Regions from separate parts of the Mus musculus genome. Here region 2 is linked to region 1. The links are chromatin contacts, called in public ChIA-PET maps. All regions are on one chromosome and are shown on one strand. The core of a region is the stretch at or near the end of the contact, and the rest is flanking DNA. Distances in the headings are between cores, read along the strand shown. Region 1 overlaps Prkce (protein kinase C, epsilon). Region 2 overlaps Prkce (protein kinase C, epsilon).

What was found. ChIA-PET counts read pairs in DNA pulled down with a chosen protein or histone mark.
Region 2: an RNA polymerase II ChIA-PET map of memory CD8 T cells shows a contact between it and region 1, with 11 read pairs. The contact joins two enhancer-like sites. A contact is called at or near these places in 1 of 484 Hi-C or Micro-C datasets (the C10 cell line), 1 of 115 datasets of contacts at active chromatin or transcription factors (memory CD8 T cells) and 1 of 9 other capture datasets (embryonic stem cells).

What each region holds. Positions count from the first base shown.
Region 1 is chr17:86,204,211-86,209,849 of GRCm38.p6, forward strand. All of the region lies in intron 1 of Prkce (protein kinase C, epsilon), which reads left to right. Among named protein-coding and RNA genes, the nearest start is that of Gm52296, 36 kb to the right of the region's middle. Within about 2 kb of position 2,386, at least 19 of the 459 cell types and tissues checked have an H3K27ac peak or open chromatin away from gene starts, as enhancers often do. A contact at or near this core is called in memory CD8 T cells, where this site is marked.
Region 2 is chr17:86,321,032-86,326,670 of GRCm38.p6, forward strand. All of the region lies in intron 1 of Prkce (protein kinase C, epsilon), which reads left to right. Among named protein-coding and RNA genes, the nearest start is that of 2010106C02Rik, 37 kb to the left of the region's middle. Within about 2 kb of position 2,555, at least 72 of the 459 cell types and tissues checked have an H3K27ac peak or open chromatin away from gene starts, as enhancers often do. A contact at or near this core is called in memory CD8 T cells, where this site is marked.

The sequences.
Region 1 (5,639 bases), core at 1,136-3,635:
GACATTTGCCCATTGTCTGCTGGTTCTCAGAGAGCGGGGAAGGGAGCCAAGGGGAGGCGGGACTAGTGTGGGCAGCCTCCTCCTGGTCTCTTGTCACCTGTGACACTCCCTCCAGCCAGCATGCTGCCAGCCCTCACATTTCTCATTGATAGCAAGTAGGTGGAATTTCTATGATGTCCCATGGATACATTAGGCATTTGGCTCTCTATATACCTTTCCATTTCACCATCTCTAAGGTATGGCGTTCATTGACACTGTTCCAGAAGGCTGCCATAACTCCAGCTGTCACATATTCATTCTAAGAGAAAGGCAAGGAAGGCGTTCTTGTTTGTTTATTGTGTACACGTGTTTGCGCACATGCCCCTGGCAGCACTAGTTCCAGCACGCATAGGTATGGCAGCCAGAGAGAGATGTCAGCATCTCTGCCTAGTGCACACATCTTATTTTTCAAGTCTGGGTCTCCTGCTGAGCCTGGAACTTACCATGCTCTCTCCTGTCTGGCTAGTGAGCTCCAGGAGCCCTCTTGTTTCTGCTGCCCGATTCTAGGATTACAAGTGCCACGACCCTGCCCAGCTCTCTACATGGGCGCTCGGGGTCCAAACTCAGGGCCTCCTGCATGCATTCCCACTTCTTCCAGCCAGAGTTGTCCTTGGGGATGGGGATATAGCTCAGTTGGGGAAGGGCTGTGGTGGGGTAATGAACCCTAGGCTGTATGACTGCCAGGAACTCATACACTGGGTGTGGTACTGGTGATACCCGTAGAGGGGAGGTAGAGGCAGGAAGATTGGGAGTTTTGTGATTAAGGCTTTTGGAAGCTATGGAAGTTTGAGGCCAGCTGGGATTGCATGCTACATCACATCAAAAAACAATAAGAAAAAAAGATGGCAGCAGCAATGACAAAACAAACAAACAAACAAGGGGCTGTAAGATGGCCTAGCACATGGAAGCCCTTGCTGCATAAAGTCAAGTTCAGGCTCTGGAGCCCAGAGTCTAGGCCTCTCTAACCACTAAGCTATCTACCAGCAGTGATTGGTGTGAAAGCCACCTATACCCCTTAGCTTGTAATCCCACTTCTAAAATGTTGTACGAAATGTTCGTGTGCAGAGACATGTTGAGCATGTTAGGTGCAGTGTCTGAGTGGCCCCTGTTGGTCTGGGTCATACTGCTCACCCAGGAGCTGGGAAAGGGCACTCTAGTTTCCAGACCCACTAGCAGCTCAGCAGTGAGCCAGACTACCCAGAAACAAAATCGGTACTGCAGTTTTGGACATTGTCCTTGTATTTCAGCAAAGGGAGGAATCCTCCTTGTCGGGCAGTCGCCCTGTGCCTTGCCGTGCCAAGGTGAGAAGCCTATAGTTTCACTTCAGTGAGAGAGTATTGGCCTAGTATCTGTTGAGTGATGGTGTTTGGTTCCCCATACCATGGGAAAAAAAAAAAGAAAGAGAGAAAAGAAGAAAAGAAGAGTCATGTTGGGGCAGTTCAGTTCTCAGTCTCTCGCTGTCCTGGTGCCCAGGGCTCTGCTTGAAAGCCAGGGTGAAGGGGGTTGCTGGTAGCTATTATGGCCCTGCCCCTTGGAGATGGAATGCTAACACTCAGATGATACTTACCGCCTAATTGGGGGGCGGGGGGGGGGTGGAGAGACTCCTGCTCTCTCCTTATGGGAATGCCTGCGGGCAAAGCCTCCTCTGTCATCTGGGCCTCAGCAGGTGAGAAGCCCTCTGATTGGACATTCACACCCACATCAATTTGACTTGGGTAATAATACAACCTGTTACTCAGCCCATCGACATAATTATAGGTAAGGAAATTGCTAGGGGAGGTCCCTGAGCAGTCAGAGGCCAGAAGGAAATCTTTTCAATTAATTAATGAGTGGGTAGGTTAAAAAGTTTTAATATACATTTTAGAAAGTCTCGAGTGAAATATCAGAGTTCTTACCCCCCCTCCCCCGCGCCCAGAAAAGAAGAAAGGAAGTTTGATGTTCAAACTTTCGTTTTTAAGCTTTCCTCTCCTTTGAAATATTATTTTGAAGTGTATCTAGGTTTACTTCTGCTTCCCCACACAACTCCAAAATAAGGTTAAATAAAATAACTGGTTTATAAACAGTCAAGGATAGATGTTAGCAAAATGAAGAGAATTTTGGATAAGTATCTTACACATAACAAATAGAGCATCATTCTGGGCTTCGTTGATGGCCAGTGCCTAAACCACCAAACGATTGTGTTGACTTTGTGGGTTTCTTGAAAGAGACCAAGAATGTAGATCATCCCGGACTTATGTAACAGCGCAGCTATTGCCTTGCTAAGTCAGGGAAAGCAAGGAGCAGAGAGAGCAGGCGGAAGCAAAGCTCCTGACTGAAGACCTCATGTTCGCACTGTTGTGGTGAGTTTATAACTTCACCTGTGGCCATCGCTCCTTGATCCCTCAGCCGGTGTGTCATAGCTAAAGGGACTGCTGTGTCAGAAGGTGCCTGAATGACCTGTGCGGGCACGATTCATGAGAGTCATTGCCTTTGGGAGTTCACATTTCAAAGCAGATGGAATGGTGTGGCCCAAACATAAGAACACAAGGGAAAAAAAGAGCATGGCGTTGGGGTAGGCACGGATGAGCCATGAGGCATTCTTTGTCTCGGGAAACCTCATCAAAGAGAGGGGTTAGAGCAGCCGTGGAAGCGCTGAGCCTTTCCTGCTTTATACGAAGCGAGAGGTGGAAGCACACTGGCGACAGAGATGAATTCACAGACCTAGATCTCATAGCCTTCAAGCTAAAGCATGTCATGTAGATGAAATAGAAAGCATCCAGGCCCCACTTAACTAGGGGAGCCAGAATGTGGGCATGAGCACTGGAGGAGAGGGCTGACATGAACCCAAGGGTCAGTGGGTCAGGCCTTTCATTCCCCTTGCTTTCCTTAGGGTGGTGTGACAGCATTGGAGACTCGGGCTTGATTTCTCACTAACCATGTCTCCGTGGGTACTGCTGTATCAAACATGTGGCCCCTGTTAAACCCAGCAGGTCACAAAGTCAAAACCACATGGGAGTGGGACGGGGACTTGGTAGGAGGAAGGAGGCATTGGTGGGCTCGGAGGGATAAGAGAGGGTTGAGGGATGTGTCTGACCAGAATGTACTGTACATGTGAATGAAAGCATCAAAGAGCACGTTAATTTAAACGTTGATGTGATTTGCTCTGCTTTTATCTTCTGAGTCAGAGATGTGTGTGTGTTTATATTAAATATATATCGACTATATTGTATATATTGAAGCCAGTAGGATACATATATACTGAGTCCCCAAAGAAACCAGATATTTCTACTCCATATCCCCCCTTTCCTGTTTGCTTTCCTGGTCGCACACAGGTAATCTATTGGACACTGTCTTATTCATGATAACTTAACCAATTCCTAGGAATTGTGTGCAAACCTTCTGAAGTGGCCAATCGGGATTCTAAGACTTTTGGGTGAGTCTCCAAAGAAACTAGATATTTCCAATTCAATACAAACATGTATACACACATATATGTATATACATATACACACAGACACACACAGATACACATATATTCCACAGACACACATACCATATATATATACATATACATATATATACACATCTATATATATCCATCTATATATATCCATATATGTATGTATGTATGTGTGTATGTATGTATGTATGTATTTATGTATGTATGTATATATGTGTGTGTGTGTATATATCCCAGACTCAAACACATTCCAGACTGATTCAGTCCCACTCTATAGTTGAGGGATATCTTGAGATTTTGATCCTCTTGTCTCCAGTTCTCAAATGCTGGGGTTACCTACATGAATTCCTGTGCCTGGCTACTATAGTAGATTTTAAGTAAGGATTTATACTGTTTTAAATGCAATAGATTTGCAATTTCTTAATTATATTTATATTTTCATCATTTAACAACTTAATAGAAGAATACCGTAAGGAATTCAGTAGTGAAAAGGAAGTGGTCGGCAGTTAGCCCCGCTCTTATCGCAGACTCCCTTCCTTCCCAAGAGGCTGGCGCCTCGTGTATCGTTCCAGAAATACTCCGGCCTGATTACACGTGTGTCTTTGCTTCCCCTCTTATCTATAGACTTAAGAAGTCGTTGTTGCGCCCATCTCGGTTTACTTTCTTCATTGTAGTGATTCCATACAGGGCAGCCACCCACGGTTCAATAGGTACTTTAACCCGTGTTTATTTTGTTTGTTTGTGTAGATCTTCTCTTTACTTCCCTGCAGCTCTTGGTCTCCATGACTTCAGCAGTTAATTTAGAGAGGTGCCGGAGATGACTGAGCAAGAAGGGATGGTTGTTAGAAATCAGATATGTCACCCTCTTGGGAAAGACAGATCTAGATGTTATCCGTTTCTGACCACACTTAGGTGTGGAGCAAGGCAAGGCTGATACAGGTATCCCTCTGTCAGCAGAACAGCAGCTGGAGGAAGGTCACGTGTTCCCTGGTGCTGGGGACAGCAGTGGGGACAGCAGACCAGAGCTTTCACTTTGCTGATTTCCTGAAGGGGAAGGCCTGTTTCTGAGATTGACAGTCTTTGCTTAAAGGCTCCATCAAAATGTAGATGAAAAATGCCATGGTTTTTCAAACGGTGTGTAACAGACTTTGTCTTTTAAATACACACATATATGTATATACATATACACACAGACACACACAAATCCAAATGGGTTCCAAATCCCATGGGTTACAGACGAACCCTTAAAGAAAGGATCAAATGCGGCCAGAGTGATGACTCAGCAGTTAAGAGCACTGGCTGCTCTTCCAGAGATCCTGAGTTAATTCCCAGCACCCACATAGGTGTTAACAACAGTCTGTAACTCCAGATCCAGAGGATCCAACACGCTCACACAAACATGTATGCAGGCAAATCTCCAGTGCACATAAAACAAAGGGTCAAGTCAGGAGCTACAAGCAAGAGGGTGACGGAATTACAATGGCAGGGGGACTCTTGTGATGGTTCCTCCAAACTCAGTGGACTCCAGTAGAGACACTGGTGTACTTTGGGGGATAGGGGTGGGGGGAGACAGTGAGAATCTTCCAGAACACACTGCCATTCCCTGGGTTTAGGACCAGCGTGGCACAGGCCACACTGGATTTACCCTGAGTGTACCAGTACGGACACTACAAACTTATTTTTGGAAAGTACTTTATGTTTAATAATTGCAAAAAAAAGCTTTGAGACAGTCATCATTGGAAGAGCCTGAACCATGAGAAACTTCCTTCTCCGTGGCTTAGCATTACTTACGTGCATGAAGAGGCCAAGCCTGTAGTCCATTAAAATCAACGGCGTTAAACATCATGTTTCTGAGTAAGAGATGAAAGATGCTCTGAGGCCTTGAAGGGGCATTGGTAAATCAAGGACTGTGTCCATTGCTAGCCAGGCCTGGTGATTCCGTGTCTCTGGCTCATGGAGAAATGTGCACCATTTGCATTTTCATGGCATAGATAGTCTCTTTGCCACCCTCCTCCAGCTCTGACTTCCTCACAGGAGCAGGCTAGGTGCACCTGTTGCTGGCTGGCTGTGTCCCCAGAGGGACTGTGGATTTTTTGCTATGACTCAGACATATTATTTATGGCCACCCCACCGGTGGAGACCAACAGTCAGACTGAGCCAG
Region 2 (5,639 bases), core at 1,305-3,804, 120 kb after region 1:
TTGAGATCCATGGTCCACTGGGAGTTATATTCAGGGTCAGAGACAATTACCAAGTTTCAGCCTTCTGCCTGCAACTATCCAGTCTGGCCAGCACCATTTGAGGAAGAAAAAACGATTATTAAAGGGTCTTTCAGAAGTAATACAGTGAACGGCAAACACGTGTGTAACAAATACACATACACGGTTAAATTTTTATTTAGCTCACAAATGGGGAAAGCAGCAGAGTGATCCAGCTGGCTTAAGAGGGAATTTAATGCATGCATGCAGGGCATCAGGACTGTGGGAAGGAGACTGCTATCGGATGCAAACCTGATCGATATCCACCAGCTTCTCCTCCATTAGAAGCAGTCTGTGCTTTTAGGGTCTGTGCTTGGCTTTGCTTACAGCGTTCTTTCCCTCACGGAGTTGTAAAATGACCTAAAGACACCAAGCATAGGGTAGCACAGAGTTTGCCATGCATGGATCTCCATTAACATGTTTGTCCAGGTCTCATAATGTTGTGTGTGTGACAAGATGCAGTTGAAGAACATGAAGAGAATACAGGTGCTTGCTCTTAAGGAGAGCCCCTAAAAGTCATTATGCGCACATTGGCTTGGGTCCTATGGCCAGACGTTAGTAACATGGCCATTCTAGGTTATACGGGAGGTTAGGAAATACAGCCCACATGTGTTCTGTTACATAGGGGAGGGGAGGGGGACCATTGACAACGAATGCATCAAGTAGCCTTTGCCTCAGTCCTCATCTGTGTTTGTTGCAGCCATGTTCTAGGTTGAAGGCAACGAGCAGTAACTAGAGTGTGTATCACATGACCCATGGTAGAGTGTATCACATGACCCATGGTAGAGTGTATCGCATGACCCGTGGTAGAGTGTATCACATGGCCCATGGTACATCTGTACAGTGGAATACATCCCTTAAAGGAGGCAAGGATATATATATATATATATATATATATATATATATATATATATATATATATATATATATATTTTTTTTTTTTTTTTTTTCTGACAGGAGGATGTCCAAGATCAATACACACCAAAACTCACATACAAAGGAGTATATATAGCAGACTGTTTTAAAAAGAGATGAATATGCTTATTAATATGTAGATTTTCACTGAAAATTAAGAAAAACAAAGAATAACCCTGGAGTAAGTGAGGCTCAAGAAGGGAGGAGATTGTCTGATCTCACACCAAAACTGTTTCATGTTCTCTATGAATTGTGATCTTGCTCCAGTGTTCTCAGATGTTGATAAAGTAGAATGAACTAAAAGTTACCATCTACATGTGACTGAGGAGAATTAGAATTGGCCTGAGCCTGGAGAAGGACGTAGAGCTTCTAAATTGTTAAAAAACAGATTGACCAATAACAGGGAAGAGGGGTGTGGATTCTTAGAATAACAGCCTATGGGAAGGCTTCTGTGATTCCTGAATTTCAAGCCACATTTATCTACCCTTGACAATATCCTTTTTAAGTGTATCTCTGTGTGTGTGTGTGTGCATAGGCATGTGTGTGTGTGTGTATGGATGTACACATGTGGAGGCTGATGCTGAGTGTCTCCTTTGATCCCTTGCCACTTTGTTTTTTGAGATGGAAGCCTGCTGAACCTATCTTGTCAGGAAGCCAAGAGCGTCCTCCCAGCTCCGCAGCTCTGGTGTTGAGAGTGAGATGTGTGCCATCATCCGCAGCTGTCATGTGAACTCATCCCCGTGCCCGTGCAAAAGGATGCCACCAACTCCACCATTCTCCAAACTTCGTAATAGTATCTCCAGGCATTTAAATACAAACTCAACATTTACGGGGACTATTACAGATAAAGCTCACACCTCCACAATGCAGCTTCTTCTCATTTATTTATTTAATTTATTTGCTCATTCATTTCTTCATTCTCCCATTAAGACTCGTCTGGTGACTCAGCCACGGGGACAATCTTAATACGATTTGTAGTCATTTCCTATTACAGTAGGAAGAAAGGGAACCCGAGAGAGCTGCAGACTGAGGTGTGGCCTCAGCCTCCACCCTGAGCAACAGTGTGACCAAGTGTGTCCTACCAGCACAGAGGAAAGAGTCTACATTTGTAAAGGAGGTTAAGAACACTTGTTCTGCTTGCCCTATAGGAATATCTGCGGCAAGGCATAGAGAGGTGATCAGGTGTCAGGGCTTGTGAAAGATGCAAAGCCTTATTCACATACAGAGGGAAGGCTGTTTCCCCCTCAGACAGATGAGGCCCTCTTGAGGGGAAACTCAATCCTGGCAGCAGAAGGGAGGTTTGAAATGGAAAGTAGAAATTGGAATTGTTGTTGATGTTGACCTCTGAAGGTGATTTAGGGAGCACTGGGTATGGTAGACCACACAGGAAGCCAAAGAATATGGTGGTGAAGAGCAGTGAAGAGCTGAAGCCTGCGGTTGTGACTGTCCTCCCACCCCCAGGGGGCCCTGGGGCATGGCCACACTCCCTGTGCCTCAAGTCCTCTCCTGTAAACACTCTGTCCTCACAACAAAGAGGCAGTACCTCGTTGTTGTGAGGATTAAATGAGTTAGTGGCTGTAAACCACTCCTGAGGTCAACACCTCGCACAGAGGAGCTGCCAGGAAGTCATAGAAACAGTGTCTAGTCGGTAGGTTGTGTGAGTTAAATGTGCCACAGAGCTTTAAAGTGCACAGCATGGGAACTGCCACCCAGCTAGGTGGTGTCCCAGGAGAACAGGTAGAATAGCCAAGCCTTCTTCTCTGTCCTGGTCTAACCTGCAGTTTAATGGTAGAAAGAGTCCTGTGAACCCACATGCTATCGAGCATTAGAACCCCGAGCAAATACATCAACGTGGAGTGGGCATGTTAGAGTTTTGGAGCCTTGTCAGTATGGCAGGAACCTTCTTAAGGAACCTTCCTAGCTTGGTTTTAAACACACACACATACACACATACACACACACACACACAATTGGAAAAAAAATGGCTGCTGAAGTTCCACTGTGAGGGTTCCTGGCTCAGCTAGCAGCCTAGGAATGAGCCTTGTTTGAGCTGGGGTTGATATGCGTTTATAATTGGGTTCCAGGATTCAGGACTCCAGGGAATTCTGCATGACCTCACCACCGTTCTAACCAGCAGCCAGGAAGGCAAACACCTACCTTCTGCATTTATCTAACTGGACTCTGAGGCTCAGCTGCCTTTCCAAGGAGCTGGGATGGGCTAGTTTTGCCAGGGCCTTCCTGGCTATGATTTTTTGGGGGGTGGGGTGGGGTGGGTTGGGGTCCTTAAAGTGAGCACATTAGCAGGGCAGGGCAAGCCCGGGGTTAATGACTGCAGGCAGATGGCTCTTCCATTGCAACTCTCTGGGAAGAAGCAGATGCAGATGCTAATGAAGGCCCATATTTCTGAGCAGTGATGACACAGACAGATTCGTTCCACTTTCTCTTTCTAGCCCTGTGCCCAGCCCTTTAATGGACAGTGTGGCCCCATGAGACTATACAGCTGGAAGAAACCTTAGGATCATCTCTCCCCCTTCCCACAAAGAAAATAGAGGTTCAGAGAGGGTCAGAGAGGCTGCCCCAAGACTCAAGTTCCGGTCCTAAATGTCACACATGACAGCTGGAGGCGGACTGGGCCTAATGGGCACTTCATCATGGCCTATCCTAAATCTCCTTTTCACAATACAAATAACGTATGGGACATTTATCAGGGCCCACTCAGAGGGAATAAAAACACCCGACAGCACCGTGTTCTAGAATGCCCGCGTGGGTTTGCAGAGTGAACACAGCCACCTCTGAGATTAGCTGTGTGTTTGTGAAATCTAAACCTTCAGGAACATGTACAATAAATTAAAACCCAAGTAGAGCGTGCGTGTGTTCAACATGAGTCATGAATACACTTCTATCAGGGAGCAGAGCCCGCCTGGGGCAGGGTGATCAGAGAAGGACCTGTAGTGGAAATGAGGAAAGGGAAGCGGGTGGCTGGGTGGACTCCAAGCTACAGTGTTCTAGAGGACAATCGCCTCCAGCCATTGTGTGAAGCTTGCTCCAGCTGGCACCCCAGCAAAGACTGTGAGGCCTGGAAGAGAAGCATGTCAAGAGCCCTCTTGCTCCAACACACACACACACACACACACACACACACACACACACACACACACACACAGAGAGAGAGAGAGAGAGAGAGAGAGAGAGAGAGAACTAAGGAATCATTTTCCTAGAGGACTGTGGACTTAAGTCTTGGAATAATTGGCATTCACTGCTCAATGAGGGGCTATCGGGGGACACCAAGGAAGGGCTTCCCGCCACAGGCTTCCTACCGTGGCCCCAGAGGGCCGAGTTCTGTGTCGTCTAGATCTGCTTTGTCTCAAACTGCACTGATGGGGACGCTGACCGCTCTGGTCTTGGGGTGGGGGGCGGTTAGGGATCTTTTATGCTGGAAATGGAGAAGGCCAGTAGAACTCAGACGATAGATGTGGTTCTCTGTAGGGAAAGTGGGGGTGGCTGTTATCTGAGCTCATCACTACTGGTTTGGAAGGAAGTGAGGAGCTCCAGTCCTGGGCAGAGCTGCTTGCAGGTGTGAGCCCAACAGACTGATTCTCTCAGACCCCGGGTGTACTCGGGAGGTGGTTTAGGAGGCAAGCATGGTCGATGCAGGAGAGTTTTCTGGAATGTCCTCTCCCTGATAAGCACTTTCTCTCCTGGTGGGATGAAGGTCCAGGTAGGGCAGCCTCTGTAATATTTTCTATCACAGGTTCCTGTGATCCTGATGGGCTTTTAAGAGAAGAAGACCCAAGAAGGTATCTTGGGCTGACACACGTCCCCAGGTGTATGAGGCTGGGGTGGTAGCGTGACCCCTGAGACAAAGCAACGGGCTTTGGATGTCCTCTTCTGTATTTCAGGCTGTAAACTCCATGTGCTCTTGAAGTGACAAGGCTTTAGCTACACTGGCTCTGAGCAAGCCTGAGGATTGTGTGCCCAGCCTGCCTCCCACACCCTCCCCAAGGAGAATTGCCCTCTGGGATTATTTGGTTCCATAGCCAGAAATTCATTACCATTTAAGAAGGTACTAATTTTATAAGAGGATTATGTAGGAAATTTGATATCCCCTCTCGATTTCTCCTCGATGGTTCAGGGTCAACAGCATGGTTTTTACAGTGTTTACCAATGAAGATACTCGGCAAAGTGCTGGTCCTAGAAAGAAGGATGTCCTCTGAGCGTGGCTGAGCCTGCCTTTTTATGTAGTGGTGGTGGGTATCTGAGCGTGGCTGAGCCTGCCTTTTTATGTAGTGGTGGTGGGTATCTGAACTCAGTTCATATGCCGTCTGTCTGCGGTCCTGGAAAGCACTTTACCAACTGAGCCATTGTCATAACAATAGTAGTCATTGAGGCTCCCTCCTCCTCCTCTTCTTCCTCTTGTGTATTTAAGTCCCAAGCCCTTTGTGTTTTTCCTCTAAGTCCTGGCCATCAGATGTCACTGAAGGTCCTGCCCCAACCCCCTGCGTAAGAGAGGTCTGCTATGGACAGAACATTTCTGACCACATACCGTTTTGTATCTCCTCCTTGGAAGGCAAGCCAAGTGCTGATAGGAATGGCGGATCCTGAGAAGGCACACATTCCTTACAGCTCTCACTGATGGAGCCTGTCATGTCTGGTTCTACTCTGCCGCT